2 separate regions of the Mus musculus genome follow, and region 1 is linked to region 2. Evidence: chromatin contacts called from public Hi-C data. All regions are on one chromosome and are shown on one strand. Each heading gives the region's core, a stretch centred on a gene start, on an enhancer-like site or on the middle of the called end of the contact. The rest is flanking DNA. Distances are from core to core; before and after follow the strand shown. Region 1 overlaps Pcca (propionyl-Coenzyme A carboxylase, alpha polypeptide). Region 2 overlaps Pcca (propionyl-Coenzyme A carboxylase, alpha polypeptide).

Region 1 (7,069 bases), core at 3,307-5,806, 190 kb before region 2:
AGGCAGACAGTGGATTCCTTAGGCTTTCTGACCAGCCATCTCGGCCTACTCGGTGAGTTCCAGACCAATGAGGACCTGGTCTCAAAATGTGAATGGTGCCTGAAGAGCAACATGCGAGGTTCTTTGACACACATATGAACACATTCATCTCTATGCACATGCACTTTTACACACACATGTATACACATGGCATGTACACGTGGCCGCGATGTAATCTGACATGCTTGCAACGTGAAAAGGTGATCCTCATTCTTAGCTATTGATGTCACAATTCTCTTTTAAATTAATATTTTTTCCATTTTAAGTTCTGATTTCTCTTTTCTTCTATTTACAGTTTGAATTACTAATTACTCAATTCTCATTGATAATTTAGCAGTTCTTTTGGGTTTTAGTTCTTGTCTACATTGCAAGCGAAATGATGTCTTCTGACAGTAGATGTAGTTGGACAAGTGCTTTTACCAGCTTTGGAGTAGTGCAGCCCCACTCCCCCTTTTCTGTGTATGTGTGCAGTGAGTTTGTCCATGGGGAAGCCTGTCAAGTGGACAGTTCAAGTTTTGTTTTGCAGCTTTTATAAATTATTTTGCTATCTTTTTTGAGTTTTTGAAACAGGGTCTCGCTAATGTAGTTCTGGCTGGCCTGAAACTTGCTGTGTAGGCCAGAATGGCCTTAAATTCACTGAAATCCACCTGTCTGTACCTCTCTAGGTCTAGAATTAAAGGCCTTTGTCAACATGTCCCTCCAAGTTTTGGATTTATACTCACATTTAATATCCTACTTTGGCCTTCTTATGGCCCCCAGGCTGTCAATGCAAAGTGCCTTTGGCTAGATGGATTAACCAATCAACAGTAGTTTCTTACAGTCCTGGAGGCCACACACCCAAGAACAGGGTGTCAGCAGGGTTAGTCTCTTTGGGATGCCTCTTTCCTTGGCTTGCAGAAAGATATCTGTCTGCACATGGCCTTGCATTGTGCTGTATGTCTATGTCCATTCTCTTCTTATGAGGGCCCTAGGCATCCTGGAGTAGGGTTCACCCTAATGACCTCATTTAAGATAGTCACTTCAATAAAGGCCCTGTTTCCTGATGTACAGTCTCATTCTGAGGTAGCAATGGTTAGAACGTCAAGATAGGGGAAGATACACTGCAGTCCCGGCAGTCCTGTCGTCCTGTATTTATCTGTTAATTCTCACCAGGAACACTCCATGACAAAGCTTAAGTTTGTGCAGCTTTTCTTGAGTGTCATTATTATTTTCAAGGTGTGTTTGCATCAATGTGCTTTTTATACTTCATTCCTGTAGACCAAAAGTCTAATAACTTTGGGTCTTTATTTTGCAATCCCATATTCCCAGGAGGAAGGGAATATGGCATAATTTTAATGGGCACATTTTTTAGACTCTTTACTATGGCCCCCAGGACTGTAAGAAACTAATGTTTGTTGGTCACATGTGCCCATTGAATCCTATACTAGACAAAGTGTCTTTCTGAATTCAGAGAGCAGAACCAAAAATAAAGGCATCTGTTATCCTTCTAGGTGAGAGCAGCAGCAAGGGAAGAGACAGAGACATATAGTACCGAGCACTATGATGAAACCCTGTTTTATAGGAGACGACAGTTCCCTCCTATTTTATCGGGTAATCCTGTCTATCCTTATGACATCTATATTCATATCCTGTTCAAGGTAGGGCTGACTCCAACAAATTCAGCTTTGGAAAGAGCTTTCACAGACCATCTCTACCTGATACCTGTCTAGTCACACTTGATAGATTTACTAAAGATACTATGTAAGACACGTTAGCTTAAAATGGTATTATTTAGAGATTTAAAATTTGTACCATATACCTCTCCTCACAGGTGTCTCCTCTGGAAGTGCTGATTAAGTTTGAATAAGCATGTTCTTATGGAGGATTTGCAAATTTTAACATGCCATCCATGATTATGAATGCTGGGCTTTCTACTTTGAATCATGGAAGTTTCTGCTTTGACTGAGTATAATCACAGATTACTAGCTTCTAAAAATTTACAGTCAAATATCCCTGCTTTCAAGAAACATAGACTCTTTTTCCCCATCGTCCTCTCTGCGCAGTTGTGGAATGACTCCTCTCTCATCTGTACTAGGTTTCTCTTGCTGTTAACATGCACACTTACACAATTAGTTTACCCAAATTATTTTTCTGATAAAGAAGCCCTACTGATATAGTTACCTAATTTAAAAAATGCTTTAGCAACTATTAGGTGAATTCAGAGTAAAGTCTTAGAAGTTTAGGTCAGAGAGAAATGGAACAAATAAGCAGCTGTGAATGGCCACCTCTTTTCTCTTAATGAGAATCTGTAAGATCTGGAAGCTGAGGAGGAACACATGCTGGTCCAGCCAGGTACAGTTATGTCAATCATGGTTCATCATAAGAAAATACGAAGTCCTTTACAGGAGTGTTATGTTTACTTATGTTTTAAATCTTTAAATGATCTCTGACTTGGAGTAAAGATGGAGAAGAAAAAAGGAATCTCAGCTCACATTACTAGCCCTGTCTATAGCTGCTCTTTCTGTAAGTTCATATGCAGAGCCACATATGTTTTCTTTACCATAAACATTTTTAGAGTAAAACTTCAGGCATAAGTTTTACATAGCCACAGAACCCCAAATCAGGATGGTGACATTGTTACACTGCTGTTATCCAGAGACCTCACTAAAGCTTGCTACAGAAGGGGAAATTTCCTAGTCTGGGTTGTGTCACACATACTCATTCCTTGTTTGTCTTGAATTGTCTTGTCTTGTCTTGTCTTGTCTTGTCTTGTCTTGTCTTGTTTTGTTTTGTTTTGTTTTGTTTTGTTTTTGTCTTACTTTCTCCTGTTTCCTTTTGCTTTTGGAGATTGATCTCTCCCAGTGTAGCTCAGGATGGCCTTGAACTTGGGATTTTCCTGCCTCTGCTTCTTGAGTGCCGGGGTCCCAGGTCTGTACCACCACAGTCAGCTCTCTCTTTAGTCTCTCTTAATCCCATGGCCGTTTAGTCATTTGTAATCTTGACCTTTTAAAAAAAGCATAGGTGGTTTAAAAAAAAAAATAGCACATCTTCATTCAGAGTTCATTGACTTCTTATAGATGCACCCTTGCCCTTCTGGGGGGCGGCTCCAGCAGTGGGGAGCTTCTATGAGCACCATGCAAATGCCATGAGTTTCTGTACCCCACAATTGCTAATATGGGTTGTGGTGAGGAAGTGTGCCCAGTGTTTTCATGCTGCGCACTCACTGTGTTTCCTTTCATTGTCAGTGAAGTAGCTCAAGGGAGATGCCCTAAAATTCTCTAAATATTTCATTTTCACTGTCTCCTTATAGTTTCAACACTCACTAACTTGACCATACTTCGTAGCTTCTGTTCAGTTCTATTCTCTCTGTATTTTTACTTTTTATGTAATACTTTTGGAGTACTGGTTATTCAAAGTGGAAATTGAGTCTTTCACTTAATTAAAGCTCATTTTGAAAAGGTTGTGTAAACTGTGCTTTGTCACATAGTAGGTTTACATCTTATAGTTAAGATCAGTCAAGGGTGCTGAGATGGTCTGTTCACATGGAATTGGTGTTGAGCATTAACAGGGGGCTTTGCATTTGTGTCTTATGAATATTGTTTCTAACACATCACAATTTGATTTAAAATATATATGCATTAAACTGTCTAATAAGTTCTTTATTTAGTGTCACATTTATTTTACAAAGGGTAGATGCTTATTTTAGCAATGATTTGTCATTAAAATTATGTCAAAATGTCTTAAAATGTTGTTGAAACTGTAAACAAACTCATAACACACACAGAGCTAATTATGGATGCCATCTGTTTATTTTTAACCAAGCTTTCTTTTTTTTTTTAAAGACCATGGCATTGTCTGGTTATGATAAGCTTCAAGATTATTGTAATGACTAAGCCCTGTCCTTCAATTAGTGCAGCTGAAGCTAGAAGATGATTCATTTGTTCAGTGACCTTTTCCTGTGTCCATGTATGAAATGTGACATGTCACAATAATGAAATGATCGTGTCATACACCTAGAACTTAATTTTTAAAAGGAAAAATAATGGTATGAAAGTACTAGGTATGGCCAAAGATTTTTAAAATATTTTAGAACTTACTTGAGATTTTAGATAAAAGATTACATGTTCTTTTTCAGTGCTGTAAATGTCCTTATTTGAACCCAAGTCTAAGGATTTCTACACAGTCAACCAAATTATAATGATGTCTATCTGTTCATGTGGCTGTGTGTGAGTGTTGTGTTTTTGCACATATGTATCCCATGTGTTGGTGTGGAAGGCCAGGTACTCCCCTGGCACCATCAGCTGAGGTAGTTATCAGCAGTGTGCTGAGAAAGCAGAGTGCTCCCATCACCCTGGTCTGCTATTGTGCATGCTAAGCACTGCCCAGGTCTGTCTGGAGGGAAGGCAACCTGAAGGCTCCATCTGCTGCTTCCTGCCATGCTGCACTGATGCAAGATTACGCTAATCTTGCTTCTTGTCAGGACAGGTTAGTGAAAGCATGCAAGTGGGCACGCTTCAGACTGGATGAGGGCTTGAGAACACCAGCGGTCTCCCCACAGATGCTGCAGCAAGTGTAGCAGAAGGAGCATTATTTATCAGCTACACTGAGAACGGCAGCAAAAGAAACATAAAGCTAAACCATTAAATGTGGGACCACAAATTAATGGAAATTGGGAAAAGTAATGGAGAAGCTTACACATGCTTTCAGGGTGGTTCTGACCTTCATCTGTGTGGAGCTGTATTTATTCTTTCTTTTTATGTATTTCACTGAAGATTTTTAGTCAGGTATTACTAAAGGTTAAGCAGAATTATTTCACTTGACTCTGAACCTTTGTGAATTCCCTTGTTGATGTACATTTATTTGCCTTTTTCTTCACCTATTAAATGGCAATCTTGGCTTTACAGGTCGAACATCCTGTCACAGAGTGCATTACTGGCCTGGACTTAGTCCAAGAAATGATCCTTGTTGCTAAGGGTTACCCACTCAGGCACAAGCAAGAGGATATTCCCATCAGTGGCTGGGCAGTTGAATGTCGGGTTTATGCTGAGGTAAAATGCATTCTGATGGTAGATGGGGGTGGGGTGAGGTGGGGTTATGTCCAAGTTGGAACAGCCAGTGTGGCTAACCCACAGATAGAGTAAGACTTTGATAGCCCATGGTCAGTGCAGAAAAACACTAGGTAACTTGCAACAATTGAAAACAGAGTGGAGTTGAAGTAATTGTTGTGTTTTTCTGGGTGGGGAAGTCAGTAGCAGTGTGCTGGGACCCAGCAGGGCCTCAGCTGGGCGTCCTTGACTTTGTCCTTCAAAATTCCACAGACAGGCTCTACACTGTAAAGCTTTTGGTAAAGCTTCCACTCTTGGTTTATAATTTTAATTACAGGTTTTGCCAAAAACTGACACTTTATACCAATCACTCAGCTTCTGAAGATGCTTTTTTTTTTTTTTTCAGGTGATAGAACAGAAATGCAACATAAACATTTGTGCAATCTTTTAGGTGCAAGATATTAGCAATATAAAGCACTGAGTCAGTGTATCTCTAAGTGGGCTGTGAGTTGTTTTGAAATCTGTAGATAACTCAGACCCACACATTACCCAGTGTTACTGCTCATGATCATATATGAAGTGGCACTCACACGTCCCAGCTCTGCTCTCATATGTTTACAAGCAGAACATGTACATGTATAGAAGTGTGTATGGCTTTCTGAGTCTCTGCTGGAAGACTTTTCCCAGCTTTACCATATGTGAGCTGTTTGGAGAAGTAAAAAAAAACAAATTTCTTTGCTGTATTGCATTTGTTGTTCTGAACTTGAGCTATGTTTGATAGAGAGTCTAGGTCATTTTATTTTTTTGCCCAAGGCATTGTTAGAAATTTTAGAAAAAGTTGGAATTCTACCAACTTCAATAAAGGACTATGGAGGTCAGGCTAAACTCTGCTTGTGGTTCTGTGTGCTTTTTAAATATACTTAGAAGTTGTCTAGAGGATGAGACAATCGTATTCTGGAATCTGTGATTTGGTAAATACCGTATGTTAAAATAGACCTATAAATACTTCTCATTGTTGTTAACCTTCCTTGTGCTGGTTTATGTTTCAAAGCCTGTATTTCCCTTCCTTTGAACCTCCAGGACCCCTACAAGTCTTTCGGTTTACCGTCTATTGGGAGGCTGTCCCAGTACCAAGAGCCGATACATCTACCTGGTGTAAGTCATTAACTGTGATCCCAACTGAGGGGCTCAGCCCTTGATTTATGCCACACTTTCATGTTAGGGAATGTGAACACTAAAAGATGTAAATTGAGGGACAAGGGAAATTCATGGGGAGTCATTTCTTGTGTTAAATAAAAATATTTTTTGTACTTCATGGTATTTAGAAACATCAGAATCCACTCAACAGGGTAAGTTCACACACATCTAATCATATAAATGATAGTTTATACTGTGAAAGATCATAGAATCCTAAGAATGGGAAATGACTTTTTGTGTTAAAAATGTAATCTTTTCTTTAAAAAAAAAAAAAAACCCAACAAAAAAACCAAACTAATCCAGCCCTGTGTTATAGTCAGATGTCAAGAAGTTCTAGCACAAAATAAACTCACTAGCAGAATTTTATTAAAGAGTAAAAAGTGCCTCATTTTGTGTGGTATCACCAACTTTGAGGAAACAGTGACTAGCATTCATTTTATTCCATAGTTCATCTGTTCGTTTCCTTTCTAAGCAATTCGATTGCTTCAGAAGAACAAGGGTGGCACCTTCTCTCTTACTCAGGGTATTGAGTGCACATATAGATGACATTATGTTAGCCATGCATGAAAAGGCTGTACCATCTGTGAATAGGATTATTCAGTTTGATGGCTGCTAAGAAGATGGTGAAAGATTACAGGAAGAATTCTGAATTTGAAGATGTTATTGGATATATGATTTATTTCACTTTTAAGCTGATTTTTGCCCATGTGCTTTCTAAAGGGACTTGACCCTTTCTAGGCCTGGAGACTCCATGCTGTGTTCAAAGCCTGGAGGCAGAAAAAATTAGTAAAGACTGAGCAGGCATTCTG
Region 2 (6,665 bases), core at 3,922-6,421:
CATCGCTTGATTGTCTTACAAGTTAAGACAACATTTGCATTTCAGGAGAATGCACTTTATACAGTGTTTCTGAATTGAGCTTTTGTGAGAGATGCCAACTGTTACTGTGAAAAAGGGACATTGGACCACTAACTAACTGATCTACATTTGCTCTCTGTGTAAAATAGTGTTATAACAGTGCTAATTACTAAGCATCTGAATTGTAAAAAAAGTGCACAGCAGTAATTTGCACCTTAAAAAAGTGAAAACACACACAGGGCACATGCTTGATTTATGAACTTCCCAAGGGCATGTTTAGTTGTGGCTCACTCGTGGCTCGACTCTTGTTCAGCATTTGGTTTCTGTGTTTGTGCTCTCTAGACCCTAGAAAGAGCTGTTAGTGAGAGTAGGGTATATAAACAAGGAAGAACATTTGAAGACAAAAGACTGGTGCTATTAGATCAGTATGTGCTCTTATTTATTTGTTTTGCTAGTTTTAGAACAGCTAGAAAAAAATAGCACCTTTGAAGTCCCTTCCTTATAACTGTGATGACCAGATTTTAGGGTTCTGTGGCTCTAGTTACTGTATCAGTGGCTAGTTACTGTTTCAGTGGCTCTAGTTACTGTTTCAGTGGCTAGTTACTGTTTCAGTGGCTCTAGTTACTGTATCAGTGGCTCTAGTTACTGTTTCAGTGGCTCTAGTTACTGTATCAGTGGCTCTAGTTACTGTATCAGTGGCTAGTTACTCTATTAGTGGCTCTAGTTACTCTATCAGTGGCTCTAGTTACTCTATCAGTGGCTAGTTACTGTTTCAGTGGCTCTAGTTACTGTATCAGTGGCTAGTTACTGTATCAGTGGTTCTAGTTATTGTATCAGTGGCAGATGATCATGTTCTGTTTGATTCATTCTCTCTGTGTAATTAGCCTGACAGATCTAAACCAGTCTAGTTTTTTTTTTTTTTTCCTCCTAATATGGAGAAGAATTTCAGGCCCTCAGAAAACTTGAGTTTTGCCTTGTGGGTGGGTCAGAAGCACATGCATCAAGTAACTCAGAAGGGACTCTCCTTAACCATGAGTTATAGTCCAGATGTCCTGGCTGGCCCACACATTCTGGGATTTATAAATGCATTTTCAGATTCATTCAACATACTCGATATTTGACAGGCAGAACTTTTAAAAGAAAATTGTGTTTGTAAGAAGTAAAGTTATTTTTTTTTTCTTGTCTATTGCTGTACTTGAAGGATTCCTGTTCATAGGCAGAAAACAGAGGTTTCAAAGGAACCTTGTCTCCATATGGTTTTCCTCGATAATCCCTTATCCTCCATCTTCAGCTCTCATTCCTTTGCTTTCTTGCCTGTGGCTACATTTCTATCTCTGCATCAATTAGCACAGTGATTTATACAACAAGCAAGCAGTTTAGAGGTAATGGTACACAATTAACATCTCATTCCACCATAAAGGGTATGCTAAACACCCCAGTCATTGCTTTCTCTGCCTGGAATTGAAATAAGTGTTTGTCCTAATTCATAAGCTATCTGATGTGAAGTGGGTCCGCTTTGTACTGCACTACACCATTAATCTAATTATAGATAGCTGCAAATGAAGTGCTGTCGGGGCTGGGAGATTGAAGAAAATAGCCTTTTGTCATTTAGCATGACTCTGTGAAGCAGGATCACACTTTATAGGGTAATGCTGCAAAATGGAAATCTCAGGAATATTGCTGCCTGTTGCATCTTCTCTAATTACTGCAGCATTGTAAACACAACTGGGCGCTGATATAAATAGAGCTGTAGCTATGCTGTCATGTGGGTTGGAGGAGAAAGTCCTTCGAGTGCTGTTGGATTAAATGATGCATCCTGATTGACAGCTACCTTGAGACTGCACTGATGGAGTTGTCACAGAACTATGCTAACAGGCTGAGCCACCACTGCAGCTGCAGGAAGCCTGGGCTGAGACTGGGCTGGCTGGGTATTGGCCTGTTGCTTTAGCTGCAGCCTCCTCCTTCCACCTTGGTTGCTGACTGAACCTTGATGAAGAAGCTACCAGCTCCTGGTCTGTGTGTTTTCAGTATGTTTTCTGGAGATTTCTCTTTCAAAAGATTAGCTAATAGGCTCTGGGTTCAAGGAGAGAAACAGGTGCAGTCCGTGGCTCAGACTGTTGTTTTCCCTCGTGTAAACATGTGCTTTTTCTACAAAGAACTGGGACAAGGAACACACTGATGGCTTCCAAGTCCATGGTGTGGCTTACGTTATAGCTTATAGTTCTCCTGCCTTTCTGCTGAGCTGGCATTTTGAAGACACGCCTCATTTTTATCATTTCCAAAACCTTCGTGCTGATTTTCCCCTGACTGACTTAGGGCTTTAGGGGATCTCACGTCAGGTGAATGAAGATGAGGCTTACAAGTAGAGACTGAAGGGGTGAGGGTGAGTGAGGTGGGAGGAGGTGAGGAACTTTGAATAGGAAGACAGCCTTTGAAAAATGTATCTGCCAGTACATTTGGGAATAGGAAGGGGGTGGATATAGTTTTTGGCCAATGCTTGATAACTTTGAGTTTTCCAGATAACTCAGAGAAAAGCTGGATTGTTGACCTATGACTCTAATGTTGACTAATGTTGCTCTAATGGGCAACAGCTGACATAAAAAAATCAAATCAATTATGGAGCTCATAATTGGACCTGGACGAATGAGTTAGAAGGGAAATTGGAGCTCAGCCCTTCTCCAAGAGAAATCTCACAGGCTCTGAAACTGCAGCTGAAGGCTGTGTAAAGCAGACTGGACTTCATATTCAAAGGCCACACCCTTGAATCATGGAAACTCTGTGTATATGGCTTGAAAAATCACCTGTATATGTAGAGGCTTTGGAAAGGCATTCACAGACTTCAATCTCCATCAGGGGGCCTGCCTCGAGTACTAGACAAATAACAGAGCCCATCAGGTTGGAGCTGATCATACATGGATGGAGTGCTTCTCTGTCCAAAGCTGCTGACTGAGAATCGTGCATATAATCAATAGATTGAGGCATGTTCTCCCACAGGTGGGCAGCCCGCTTGCAGGATGTAGCAGTCAGCAGAGCATATCACTCTGGAAACCTCTCCTGTTCTACCCTGCACTCTCTCCCAAAGCCACAGTGGGTCCTATGCTGGTCCCACGGCCCTCCTCCTAACTGCCCGCTGTGTGCAGTGTTCTCATTGTATCTCCCATGTTTGCTGTTGATTCTTCTTTCTTTTCTTTAAATGTTTGGATGACATTTTCTCACTAGATATGTTTTTACATTATAGACAGCATAAAATGGATTTGTTTGGAGTCTTGGCTTGGGGGGCGATTTTACATAATTGGGTCAAATACCTTCTATGATTATCACATTTGGGTTAAGAAGCCATCTAAACTGCTCCCAGAGAGAGCCTGTTTTCTAATTTACCTGGTGAGGTGTTTTTTTTTTTTTTTTTTTTTTTAAACTTTCCATTCCCATGACAGTGGTTTGGAGACAGCTTCCTAAAACCAGTAGAGGGAAGTGGTTTTACTACTGAGTCCAGAGCTGACCTTTATGGACCTTTTCACCACCATACCCTGGTTCTTCTGGACCCACACGGAATGAAAAACTGTCCTCCTTCATGATTATACTTCTCTCTGTTAGCAGCCAGCCTTTTAAACATCAACACTGTGCTTTGCATGAACACAGACACACCCCTGAACTTACGTAGTTACAGTATCTGAAAACACTTAAGTGCCCATCATAGAAGTAGACTTGAGCTCTGCTATTGCTAGAAAGACCCTTTCCTGAATCCTCAGCTAGCTAACTGCACCTCTCCCCAAGAATCTAGAGAAAACAATGAGTCCCAGTTCAGATGCTAAGCTCTGTAAGTCCTAGTGCAGACTGCAGTGGCCCCCTTTTTGGAGAGCAGGCACTAGGAAACATCTATGGTTGTAACTAGGATGTCTTCTTGGATGGGCCCATGTGCGGCACCAACGAGGCCGGTTCAGACTTTTGACTCTACATACAAACTGCAGGGCCGACAAGAGGCTGTTTTAAGATGGCCTGTGATAATCAGGACAACATCAAAGGTATCCTTAAGAAGTGTAGCTTCTCTCTCTTCTTTTCCTAATCAGAAAGGTCACTTCTGAGTCAGCCATGTTCAACAAGACCTCTCCTGAGGCATCCACTCCTTGTTATTTTTCACTTGTGATTACAATAAGTCATTTATTCCTAAACAGATTTAAGAACAATAAACAAATACAAAAGGGAAAGGAACATCTCATCAATAACAAAGGCTGTGTCTGAAGCACTGAGTTTTGGACTCTTTTACATCTCTTTCCAAGCAAAGCAGGGGCCCTACAGAGAAAGGAATTTAGAAGATATGAAAGTTATAAAAATAGTAAGGGACCCAGTTTTTTGTCAGGATCTGGGCCTCTCAGGAGAAATGGTCTGAAGACAGCCTTAGCTTTGTTCACATTGAGGCTTAGTTGTGAGATAGCTGAAGTATTGGTTCTTAAGCCTATTTGCTGTGGTGAAAAGCTGTTAAATTGTATTCTCAGTATATACTTTTCCTAAATTCATATTTTGAAGTTAAAGAAAACCAGGGGGAAAATAGATCTGAATGCTACAGTGAAAACTAATCCCTGGGGCAGAATGCCAGCTGGTCACGTAGTAGTGACACCCTAGTGATGCTGCTAGAAATGAAACCCGCCTGATGCACACGTACCTCTAGTGCTGCTGGACTTACTGCCCGGTACACACGAGCCTCTAGTGCTGCCGGACTTTCTGTTCCAAGGGAGATAGAGCACAGATACTAAAACTGTGCAATTTGGCCCAATTATGTCCCCCCTTGGTTCCCAAGGATTTAATGAGGGCCTTGGAAGTACAATTCATGGGTGATGCGTAGTCCCTCTGCCCAGGGTGTCGTCAGACTGACAGCAGCCTGCTTTTCCCTTGTCATTTATGACTCAGATGAATTTTAATAGGAGCAAAAAGCTTTTATTTGTGCTGTAATTTCACTTAAGGATCATATCCTTCAGGAACTGGCAGACATTTCTATGTCTTGATTGCAAAACACACACTCAGGAGTAAAGAAACACCCAGAAGATGTTATTATTCAACCTGTCACAGTGTCGAAAATCTGCTTGGAACCTAGGCTATCAAAGCTCTTCTGTGGGGCCTCCCCCACCTGCTTTAAATAGGCCCTGTAAAGAGCCACTTGGAGAGTGCCACTGTCCCCAGGCAGAATCAAAGTGGGAATCAGATTCTGCCTCGGCCTCCCTGCCAGCATGATGCCCACAGGAGGCTTTGAGTTACAGCAGCTTTCCTCCAACAAAATGGAGCTGCCCAGTGGGTGCTGCTTCTGTCCTCCCCAGAGAGACCGGATCTGGTGGGAACCAGAAACCAATTCCCTACCTCAAAGCGTTTTATTTTCTGTTTGGGTAGAGCGAATCGTGGTTCATATATTTATCTGGGATGTTTCCTGTCCAGTAGGTATTGTCTGTATTAGAAATGTTAAGATTGACTTGTTGGCCATCCACCTTTGCTATGCCATGAAAACTGATGTGCCTGGCATTTTCCGTGTTTTACAAATCTTGGTGCTATCATATCTCGGCCCAAAAGATATTCTCATTACATCTTGTCTTTCTACTAGCTGGCTTGTCATATGAGAAAAGGCTACATGGTAATGTGCCTAAAAGGAAAAACATTTTGATGTGAATATAACATTTTATGTCACTGAGAAATATTTGAACGTTAAGGACTTTTCTCTTCTTTTCTCAAAATGAACACTGAAGCCTTTGTCTCTATTTAATAATCTACATGGTGTAGCTGCTTCAGAGGTGTGGGAGGCGTGCGACAGCAATCTGCTGCCATCTACTGGTATGCACTCGGTGTCACTGCCTTTTCCCTGAGGCTGAGGGACTCAAAGGATCTGGTTCCTCTGCTTTGCACTGCTCGATCTCTCACTCACTCGGCAGTGTTCCTCAAGCAAAATCCTTACTGTTTTCCTTTACAAAGTTCTGAGATGGTTTTCTTAAAGATCTGTGATACTTTTTTATATATCACTAATTAATCATGAGTAATTCCTTTAAAAAACCTGTCTCCGTTATGAATAATGTTATGTGGAGGGTTTTAGAATGTTTGACTTTAAAGGATATTATTGTAATTTTAGTTTAAAGCTAAAAGCAGATTTTGAATAAGTGCTGTTTTAGATGATATTCGTCATTTGACCTCTGTTGTGCTTTTTCTCTTTCAAGTACAAAGTGCACATTTTAACCAAGCTTGCTGCAGAGCTGAACAAATTCATGCTTGAAAAAGTGCCCAAGGACACCAGCAGCACTCTGTGCTCCCCGATGCCTGGAGTGGTGGTGGCCGTTTCTGTCAAGCCTGGAGACATGGTAAGAGTACTTCTGTGTGAGGGATATGCTGGGCTCAGACTTCCCCTACAGAACAATGGCACCGACAGGAGCACGCTCCCAGTGGCCTCTTCTAACCCACAGGACGCTCATGGTACAGGTGTGCATTCACTCTGTATACCTACTTCACATCTGAGTTGTGTGGGTGACAGTGCCTCCTCCCAACTTGTGTGTGTGTAGGGGTGGGGGTGTAGGGGCGTGGAATAGAAATGAGGACAGACATTCTCTTCTTTCTCAAATTTGTAAAATTTACATTTACTTTGCATTGTTCCTTATTCCCTGGCCCTCTAGATATGA

The links. A called contact is a pair of places that touch in the nucleus more often than the background predicts.
Region 1: a contact with region 2 is called in a Hi-C map of the N1E-115 cell line, with 5 times the contacts expected there. The contact joins two enhancer-like sites. A contact is called at or near these places in 2 of 15 datasets of contacts at CTCF or cohesin (CD8 T cells and pro-B cells), 13 of 484 Hi-C or Micro-C datasets (the HL-1 cell line, the N1E-115 cell line, brain and 7 more), 1 of 115 datasets of contacts at active chromatin or transcription factors (neural progenitor cells) and 3 of 9 other capture datasets (embryonic stem cells, liver and pancreatic islet).

What each region holds. Positions count from the first base shown.
Region 1 is chr14:122,679,960-122,687,028 of GRCm38.p6, forward strand. Pcca (propionyl-Coenzyme A carboxylase, alpha polypeptide) reads left to right here. Exons shown (of 24, transcript NM_144844.2): 13 at 4,923-5,066; 14 at 6,144-6,218. Among named protein-coding and RNA genes, the nearest start is that of Gm46487, 53 kb to the left of the region's middle. Within about 2 kb of position 4,557, at least 22 of the 459 cell types and tissues checked have an H3K27ac peak or open chromatin away from gene starts, as enhancers often do. A contact at or near this core is called in the N1E-115 cell line, cerebellar granule neurons, cerebellum and 1 more, where this site is marked.
Region 2 is chr14:122,870,555-122,877,219 of GRCm38.p6, forward strand. Pcca (propionyl-Coenzyme A carboxylase, alpha polypeptide) reads left to right here. Exons shown (of 24, transcript NM_144844.2): 22 at 6,210-6,350. Among named protein-coding and RNA genes, the nearest start is that of Gm46488, 37 kb to the right of the region's middle. Within about 2 kb of position 5,172, at least 23 of the 459 cell types and tissues checked have an H3K27ac peak or open chromatin away from gene starts, as enhancers often do. A contact at or near this core is called in the N1E-115 cell line, cerebellar granule neurons, cerebellum and 1 more, where this site is marked.